2 separate regions of the Zea mays genome follow, and region 1 is linked to region 2. A link is a contact called in public Hi-C data. All regions are on one chromosome and are shown on one strand. Each heading gives the region's core, a stretch centred on a gene start, on an enhancer-like site or on the middle of the called end of the contact. The rest is flanking DNA. Distances are from core to core; before and after follow the strand shown. Region 1 overlaps LOC542211. Region 2 overlaps LOC103630236 (phospholipase D zeta 1).

Evidence for each region. A called contact is a pair of places that touch in the nucleus more often than the background predicts.
Region 1: a contact with region 2 is called in a Hi-C map of root tip, with 4 times the contacts expected there. The contact joins two enhancer-like sites. A contact is called at or near these places in 10 of 25 Hi-C or Micro-C datasets (bundle sheath, ear, leaf and 3 more) and 1 of 3 datasets of contacts at active chromatin or transcription factors (seedling).

What each region holds. Positions count from the first base shown.
Region 1 is chr6:150,013,294-150,017,745 of Zm-B73-REFERENCE-NAM-5.0, reverse strand. LOC542211 reads left to right here. Exons shown (of 58, transcript NM_001111823.2): 49 at 70-230; 50 at 810-983; 51 at 1,068-1,196; 52 at 1,282-1,365; 53 at 1,438-1,499; 54 at 1,587-1,659; 55 at 2,061-2,195; 56 at 2,678-2,851; 57 at 2,940-3,205; 58 at 3,314-3,589. The coding sequence ends at 3,332. Among protein-coding and RNA genes, the nearest start is that of LOC103630237, 23 kb to the left of the region's middle. Within about 2 kb of position 3,090, at least 5 of the 20 cell types and tissues checked have an H3K27ac peak or open chromatin away from gene starts, as enhancers often do. A contact at or near this core is called in root tip, where this site is marked.
Region 2 is chr6:149,796,965-149,801,321 of Zm-B73-REFERENCE-NAM-5.0, reverse strand. It overlaps LOC103630236 (phospholipase D zeta 1), which reads right to left. Exons shown (of 20, transcript XM_008651305.4): 20 at 4,184-4,357. Among protein-coding and RNA genes, the nearest start is that of LOC103630236, 30 kb to the right of the region's middle. Within about 2 kb of position 2,586, at least 5 of the 20 cell types and tissues checked have an H3K27ac peak or open chromatin away from gene starts, as enhancers often do. A contact at or near this core is called in root tip, where this site is marked.

The sequences.
Region 1 (4,452 bases), core at 1,841-4,340, 220 kb before region 2:
CTCTCAGAACCCTGGATTTTGATTCCACTTTATAGAATTCAAATATTTAGATTGTCATTTTACTTCCAGATTCACCACTTGTGACGATTGAGTATTTTGTTCCCCAATTGATTGTTATAACGTCCAAACAAAGGCCAAGAAAGCTGACAATTCATGGAAGTGATGGCAATGATTATGCATTCTTGCTTAAAGGCCACGAAGATTTGCGGCAAGATGAACGAGTAATGCAGGTTTGTATTTTGATGGCATATCCTTTTTATACTGATTTAATTGGTTCTTTTGTTAGTAATGTAGGCTTGATTAGCACTCATATCTTTGTGTAGTGCGCCCACAAAATTGTGATAGCCCAGCGCCCCAGCTCCTTTTGTTCTAAAATAAAATAAATCTTAGTGGAGCTGAGGGTTTACATTTGTGCAGTGCAGTTATCTTATGCGTCAGCAGTATTGATCTTGCTTTTTAGTTGAGACCAAGGATATCTTTGACAAATTCTGTTCAAGTCTCCATTAAAAAAAACATCAAATGAGCAATGTGATACTAATTCTGAAACTAGGTGAAAAATTGCAATGGCAGTTTGCCGTGGCTGTATGATCTATGCATAAATAGCACTGTCTTATCCCAACTGTGATTCTGAAAAGCACAGCAAGGGAACTTGAGTCTCTTGGGCATTCAGTTATTATCACATAAGAATAATTTACTAGTTTCAATGCTATTCTTGATCGTGAAAATAGCATAAAATATTACCTCTTGTTTACTTTTTTTGTGTAATTTTGTTCTTGTACAATATCTAATTTCCTTTCTTCTCCATTTAGCTTTTTGGTTTGGTGAATACTCTCCTAGAGAACTCAAGGAAAACATCAGAGAAGGATTTATCAATCCAAAGATATGCTGTTATACCTTTGTCACCTAACAGTGGTTTAATTGGATGGGTTCCAAACTGTGACACACTTCATGCTCTGATCCGTGAATACAGAGATGCCAGGAAGGTTTGTTTGCTGTATTCTCTTGTCTCGTAGCTATATATATTTGATTTATTTTATTTAGCAATTAGTGTTTGTTTCCGTGTCCAGATTTTCTTGAATCAGGAGCACAGACTTATGTTGGCTTTTGCACCCGATTATGATCACTTACCCCTCATTGCAAAGGTGGAAGTGTTTCAGCATGCTTTGCAAAATACTGAGGGAAATGACCTTGCGAAGGTATTGTTATGTATCTTCTCTTAATGAGTATGTCCTTTATATTTACGATGTTGTAGCCTCATTCTATATAAATAAACTGTGGCAGGTTCTGTGGCTGAAGAGTCGAACTTCGGAAGTATGGCTTGAGCGCCGCACAAACTACGCTAGAAGCCTGGCTGTTATGAGCATGGTATGGGCTACTTTCTTCTGATTTTCAAATGGAATCTTGATTACTTTAAGATGCTGAAAAGGTAATTTTCAGGTTGGGTATTTGCTTGGTTTAGGAGATCGGCATCCAAGCAACCTTATGTTAGATCGCTATAGGTACATCTTCAGAACTATTCTTCCATTAGTGTATAGTGTATGCATTATGCGGTTACTTCTGTAATAAAATTGTTCTTTTTTCTTCAGTGGAAAAATATTACACATCGACTTCGGAGATTGCTTTGAGGCTTCAATGAATCGAGAAAAGTTCCCTGAAAAAGTAAGTAATCTTGCTGTGTGCATTATACCTTAATTATTCCCTCACTTTCTTTTTATAAGGTGTAGGTGTTTCAACTTTCAAACTTTATAAACTTTGGCCAGAAATTAATATACCAGTGTGTAGATTGCACGATACAAACTTTGCACCATTTGATTCGAAAGTGTTTTCTTATGATTAAGATTTTATTATCGTGGACAATATACTAGAGAAATCAGTAGTCCATGCTTGAGACTTTATATTGATAGACTATAAGAGAAATTAGTGGTCAAAGTATGTACTTGCCTTTTTGGAGGCACGTTTAACATTTAGAAATGTGTTCATGACTTGTACTCCTCACTGTGACTTAGACATTACATTTTTGTTTGTGACAGTATCTTACCAGTTTGCAATGTACGGTGTAGGTACCATTCCGTTTGACTCGAATGCTTGTGAAAGCTATGGAAGTTAGCGGTATTGAGGGTACATTCCGAACAACTTGTGAAAATGTGATGCAAGTCCTTCGCACAAACAGAGACAGCGTTATGGCCATGATGGAGGTGAGATTATCACCTTATTTTCCGTATGACCCTATTGCATAGCGTATATCTTGGAGAAATCTTTAGTTTCTTCACTTCAGATGCCGCTGTTATTTTTATTACTAGTACAGATTCTGAAAAGTAAAAAAATAAATAATGGTTAGGAGTTAGTTTTCTTAAGGCTGGATTCAATCAGAAATCAAGAGCTTGATTAGATAAAACAAGATGTCACTCACTAAAGAAATGTGTATCCTTATTTAGCAGAAATTAAATAGCAGACTAATTTGTCATATCTGTGTACTATATTTTGAGTTGATGCTCCCAATGTTTCTACAACGGTCTGATTTTGTAATGGGGGATTGTTTGGAGAACACAATAGGAAGATGACTATATCCTTTTGTCTTCAGTTCTTCGTTGTGTGTGTTATTTGTACCACCTACCTACATGCTTGGCGATCTTGTGCTTATTAAGCATTTTAAATATTTTGCTTTTGCTCTCCCCAGGCATTTGTACATGACCCGTTAATCAATTGGCGTCTGTTCAATTTCAATGAGGTTCCTCAAGTGTCGAACTATGGTAATGTTCATGCTCACACGGTTGTCAGTAGTGAAGAAGCAGTGGCTAACCGAGAGCTCATGCAACCTCAGCGAGGAGCACGTGAGAGGGAACTGCTACAGGTTACCTGCTCTTCTCCATCCTCGTGGTCTGATTGCACTAAACCCGACCACTCACCTGGATGAGTAACCATTAATTTTGTCCATGCAGGCTGTCAATCAACTCGGTGATGCCAATGAGGTTTTGAATGAGCGTGCTGTAGCTGTGATGGCACGGATGAGTGACAAACTAACAGGGCGTGACTTCTCTTCTGGGTCAGCTTTGGCTGGAGCAGGTAGCTCTATCCAACATGGCAGTGAGCATTTGGCTTCAGGAGATGCCCGGGATGCCCAACCTGGTCTCTCAGTGAAGGTTCAGGTTCAGAAGCTCATACTCCAAGCGACTTCACACGAAAATTTGTGCCAAAACTATGTCGGGTATGAATCTGTTCGAACTTCCTCCTTTCTTGCAGCTGCCCCGTTCTGTAATTCTGGGCCAACCATCTTTTTTTGTGACTCACTGTTTGTTGCTTGTTTGTTTCACAGGTGGTGTCCGTTCTGGTGAGCTCTCTTGGAAACAGTAGCAGTTTATAACATGTAAATATTGTGAATACCGTGTGCATAGAAGTTTCGTGGTGACAGTTTGTATGTGCAGCTTTGTAATTAGCAGAACTTCAAGATGCCTTGGACCATCCTTTTGTCAGTTTCTTAGACCGTGTTTAGCAGTTCACCCTTATGGCCATCCAAAACACTGTTTTTGTACTGTAGATTGTATTGTTTGTAGATTGTACTGTTCGCAGGGTGGATTTTTGAATATGAGTATAAGAATGTGTAAGCTGTTGAAGATAGCCTTAGGTTTTCTTCCGTGCCACTTGAGGGTTTGTTCGATTAGCTCTCAATTTATGTGGATTGAGTGAGATCGGATTGGTTTAAATCTCAAGCAAGTTAAATTTTCTTCTTAATTTTTCTAATCTCATCAAATCCATGTGTAACGGGAATAACCGAACAAGGTCTGACTGAAAATGTTAAGAGGGTGTCGGATCCTCTAGACCAAAGTTTAGTCCAGGTTTGGATACTAATTAAGACTAAACATGTGCTTATTATAAAATTAATTGCATATGTCATGTCTAATTTGTGAGATGAATTTATTAAGTCTAAATAATCCCTGACAAGTCTAAATATGTCCACGTTTTTTTTGAGAGTCACGTTCTGGTTTTGCTTCGGTGCAAATGCTATTGGGCCAAAATTGAGGGAGAATTGCTTGCAAAGGTGGCGTCAGAGGTTGGTTTCATCGCAGGGCTCTAGTGCTTCGCCGAGCGAAGATTATCCTTGTTTGTGAAGGCGAGATTTGTTACAGAACCTCCTAAGTTATTGGATCTATATGTATGTGTCCTCGTCTTAAAGAGCTTAGACGGTTATGTATGATCTGCTCGAGTATTCTAAGGATCTCGGATAAACCACTTATAACTATGATCACAAGATTAAGTAAACACAAATTACATACCAAAATTTATAGCGAAAATCTTATTACAAAAGTTACAATGCATATGTCAACCATTCTCATGGATCTTTCAAAACGTGAACCGGTCCGCGCTATCTAGGAGCACAATACTGCATCTAGCGGTCTAGCCTCTTGGCCAGGAGAGTACATCCCGCCATCTCCCATGTCCAGTGTGTGGTTGTTT
Region 2 (4,357 bases), core at 1,337-3,836:
ATACGGCAGACGGTTCAACTCGAAGACCCTGTTCAAGCGGTCGTTGGACCCGCGTATATCCCAGCTACGCTGGCCTTCCGTCTTCAGCACGTACCGACCAACAATCCGCACCGCCCCATCCTCCGCCTCACGCACAAACGCGGCATGATCGCGGCTATGCAGATCCAGTGCGAAGGCGGGACTTCGCACCAACATCCCACCACGGGAAGGCATCTGGCGAGGGCATACTTCGCCCAGCGCCCAGCCATGCGCCAAAGGCCACACCCCATACGCCACAAACTCCTCAACCAAATCGCGCCCGCTACTCAGGCCAGCCGCGCACCGCAGGGCCCCTTCGTTTGCATCCTCCTCCGCCACTTCAAACTGCGGGTATGCTGAGTAATAATGCGAGCACATCTCGGCCACGGGGAGCCCCGGATGGTCTTCGACGGCGCCCTCCGCAACGTAGAACCAAAACTCATGCCAGTTGCCCCATTTATTGCGGGCGCAAGGAACCAACTCAACTACCTCCATCGAGGTCTTGCCGGTCTTCGGCGTAAATGTACAGGACCCAAACTGAGCAACCTTATTTCTGATCATCCTTTTCTGCCAGTGCAGGCAATAGTACTTCGCGAAGACTTCGATCGATGGCTGTCCGCCGTACGAAGTCGTCGCCCAGACATATTTCGACAGAGCCACCACGGCATTCGGAGTCAGCTGGTGGATCTGGACGTTAAATCTGCACAGGACTTCTCCCACGAATCGGTGCGCAGGTAGGCGAAGACCAGCGGCAAAGAACGCCTCGAAGACAACCAACTCGCCTTCTGGCTCGGGGACCTCCTCCGTCCCCGGGACACGAGCGACTCCGCCTCCAAAGTAACCAAGCTGCTGCATATCTTGCACGCGGACCGAGGACATCCGCGACACACCGAAATCCACCGTGTCGCCGGCGCGCAACTCCGCCGCCGCCTCAGCGCTCAGCGTCTCCTCAGACGACGCGTCGGCCGGCGGCGTAGCGGCAGCAGAAGAAGAAGAGGTCGGCATCGCTACGTACCGTCGGCGGTGGCGGGCGGTCTGCTTCACACGGGCCAGATCTCCGGCGAACAAGAGCAAGGAGGGCAGACGAGCAGCGAGAGGATTGAGAAGGCGGTTAGGGTTTTCGCGGAGCGCGGAAAGATAAAGTTCAAAACGCGCCGCCCCCCGTCCCCTTTTATACACAGGGCGCGGCGCTTCGGGAAACTCGCAATCCAACAGTACGGCGTCAATCAACGGTCATGTCAAAAACCCCGCGGAACCACTTCGAGCGAGGGCAGAGTCTCCGCCATCTAGCGACGTCTTCGGCACCAGATGACTTTGTCGAACTGGTCCCTCGGAGGGCAAATGTTGGGGCGAAGGCGAAGACGCTACCCTTCGCTCGAGGCCTTCGTCGTACTCGCTGCGCCAACGATGACAAGACAACGGGCAGACTTACCCTTTCATCTCATACATCGTCGGACGAAGACCTGTGACGAGGTCGTCTCATCTTCCGACCTCGCCCAGAATGGAGGCCCGCGTGCGATCCGGCCCATTGTAACAGGCCCTGCGTGGCCGTTGCGCGTTACGGGCCTAATTTGTAAAGGCCTCCCTATAATTACGGTCTGTAACCCCGCTTTATGAGAATATTCCGGGGAGAACCTAGGTGTCTGAGGGCACATGTGTCCTTAACACGGGACGGTGGGCACTCAGATACCTATAAATACCCTCGCACAGTGCCCGTTAGAGGCCAGATCAACAGAGCTATTGCTATCTCGTACTTAAACCCTGTTTGCGTTGCTACACTCCCCCGTTGGATCAGCTTGCACCGGAGAGCAAGTTCCAACATACGTGACAGGGAAAACACTATGCTTTGGGATCAGCTTGTTACTGACCCACCGCTTGCATGTGATAAGATATGTTGCCTACTATTTCTTTGTCTACTTTCTAAAATAAAAATATATATATATATATATATAATCTTGTAGAAGGTAATGTGTAAATATTTCAACCACCACGTCCATTTTATCGCGTCGACGATCCGCCGCCGCCGCCTTCTTCAACATGGAATTTGTGATGCCCGACAATGAGAGCGCCAAGTTCAACGTCGAGGAGGAGCGGGTCGATAGTCTGAGTCTGTGTCGTCGGCATCGCTACTTTGTCCGACCATCAGATCCCGCGTGCTGATGCTGAACTACGGAAGCAGAAGGGCGCAGCGTCAATGGCGAGGCAGCAGATGACGGGAGAGCCTGTTCCTATTGAGTGTCTCGAGTGGACGACACGCCGCTGCCATCGCTCTTCAAGCGCGACAACAGCTCGTGCAGCTCGCCCGTCGGCATGCGTTGGTGCAGTACAAGCGCAAGAATAGCTCGAGCAGGTGCAGTACACGCGCACAGTATACTAGTTGTTTTGGAAATCCGAGAAGATTTGCCTTGAATACAAAAGGCAGAATTATTTTGGAAATCCGAGGAGATTTGCGAACAACTAGCTAACTCACCTAGAAAGGGTCACCCAGTGTGCAAAGGCGAAGCGGGCAAACAGGGTGCAAGCAAATCTCACTAGAATCCGAAGACAGGAGCTTGGCACCGTGAATCGTGGCGCCAAGCTCGGACACGCCACCGCCAGCTCGGTTTACACATACCAGCAAGGTCAATACCTTGGGTGTCATGGGTTGTGGCGCCGAGCCGTATTACCTCGACGCTACGATTTATCGCGTTGAGCAAAGGGTATAAAAACGGGAATACTTCCTCGAGTGACTAAATGTGAAATTTGTTTAAAAGGAGTGCTAAAATGCAAAAAAAACAGATTTTCATAGTGGACCATCTGCCTTTGGAGGCCTTGTTTGGCTAGTTTGGGAGCAAGGGTAATGGAAGGGATTGAACGAGCTAGAATCCCTCGCTAATCTCTTCATTGCCTTTGCTACCAAACAAGCCTAGAGGTCTAGTTTGAATACTCTAGTATTGATCCCAATACCACATGTGTTGAGGTAGATTAAAGTATAAATTAGTTTAATTTACACACCAATTCAGCTCAATACAAATACATATGTACTGAGGTCAATACTAGAGTAGCTAAACAAAAATCAAAAGGATGAACAGATCCTCGTCAACAAGCGTTGATTGACTGCAACCTAAGCGTGTATGACACTGAGAATGACGGCAGAAACGGGTATATACCCATTTAAGATCTGACCTAATCCCGTATTATTGCTCATTCCATCTAATAGAATATGACAAATAAGGGTGGTAACATATCACCATCCAAATGCTTGTTCACAATTTATTTGAGTCCTTAATTAATTTTAGTTTAAAATTAAATAGAAATAAAGTCTGACTCTAATCCGATCTTTAAATTTTATAGTGTAAAGTTTAGAGCCCATTACCACTCCCTAATGACAAGGTAACGATTTGTACCTTCCAGAATCCAGAGGTTCCTTACATGGTGCTATCCTCAGGGTTTGGTGTAGCCCTACGTTTGGTCAAATTGTCTTTGTTTTCTAAAACACATTTGTTTGTACAATTGCATGTGATCTATAAATACAAATAACAGTTCATTTTAACATAGTGATGTCTATTATAAACCTTCATCACAACAATCTGATTCGACCAAATAAGCAATGTAGACTCGATCCAAAGTGTTAAATCATATTTAGAGAAGGGGGGAAAACCTGGTTTACACATTTGCAGTAGAACTTTTAAGCTCTCAAACGTGGTGACATTAACCTCAGATGTTTTTTTTTGTATATACATAGATATATGTCGTCAGTTCAGGTAATTCATCTATACCTGCTTCAAGGTCTCAAAGATTTACATGTAGAAGTTCCCAATGTGCCTTTCTACCAAAGCACAAAGTAGTGACAGCAATTCTTTATATTCGTCATAGCAGACAAGATTCAACACAGAACATGTATATTTATTGTCCCGCCATTTCAGGTAGACACACAAGTTTCAAGTGCTCGCAAAAATAGTGTCAATTGTCAAATATCCTTAATCAACACTACTCCCTATCATCCAGAAATATAAGGCGTGTTTCGACTGTCAAAAATCGAGTTTGACCGACAAACTAATACAAGAATATACATGTTATGTGACCACATAGACATCGCCGGCCAATTTGAAAACTTAAATCCCGTCCGGGGTTCTAGGGGATTGACTGGGAAATTAATCCCCAAGAATCCTATAAAGGATTTACGTTTCCAAACTAGCCCTTATATTTCTGGATAGTGTAGCAGGTACACAATAGGATAGGAAGAAAATGAACTGCTATGGGAGGTGTATATTCATTCCAAAGAAAATGTGTTGAACTAAGGAAACTCCTATTATTTGCACTTATAAACAATGAATTTGATTGTTTCTTTCCCGAAACT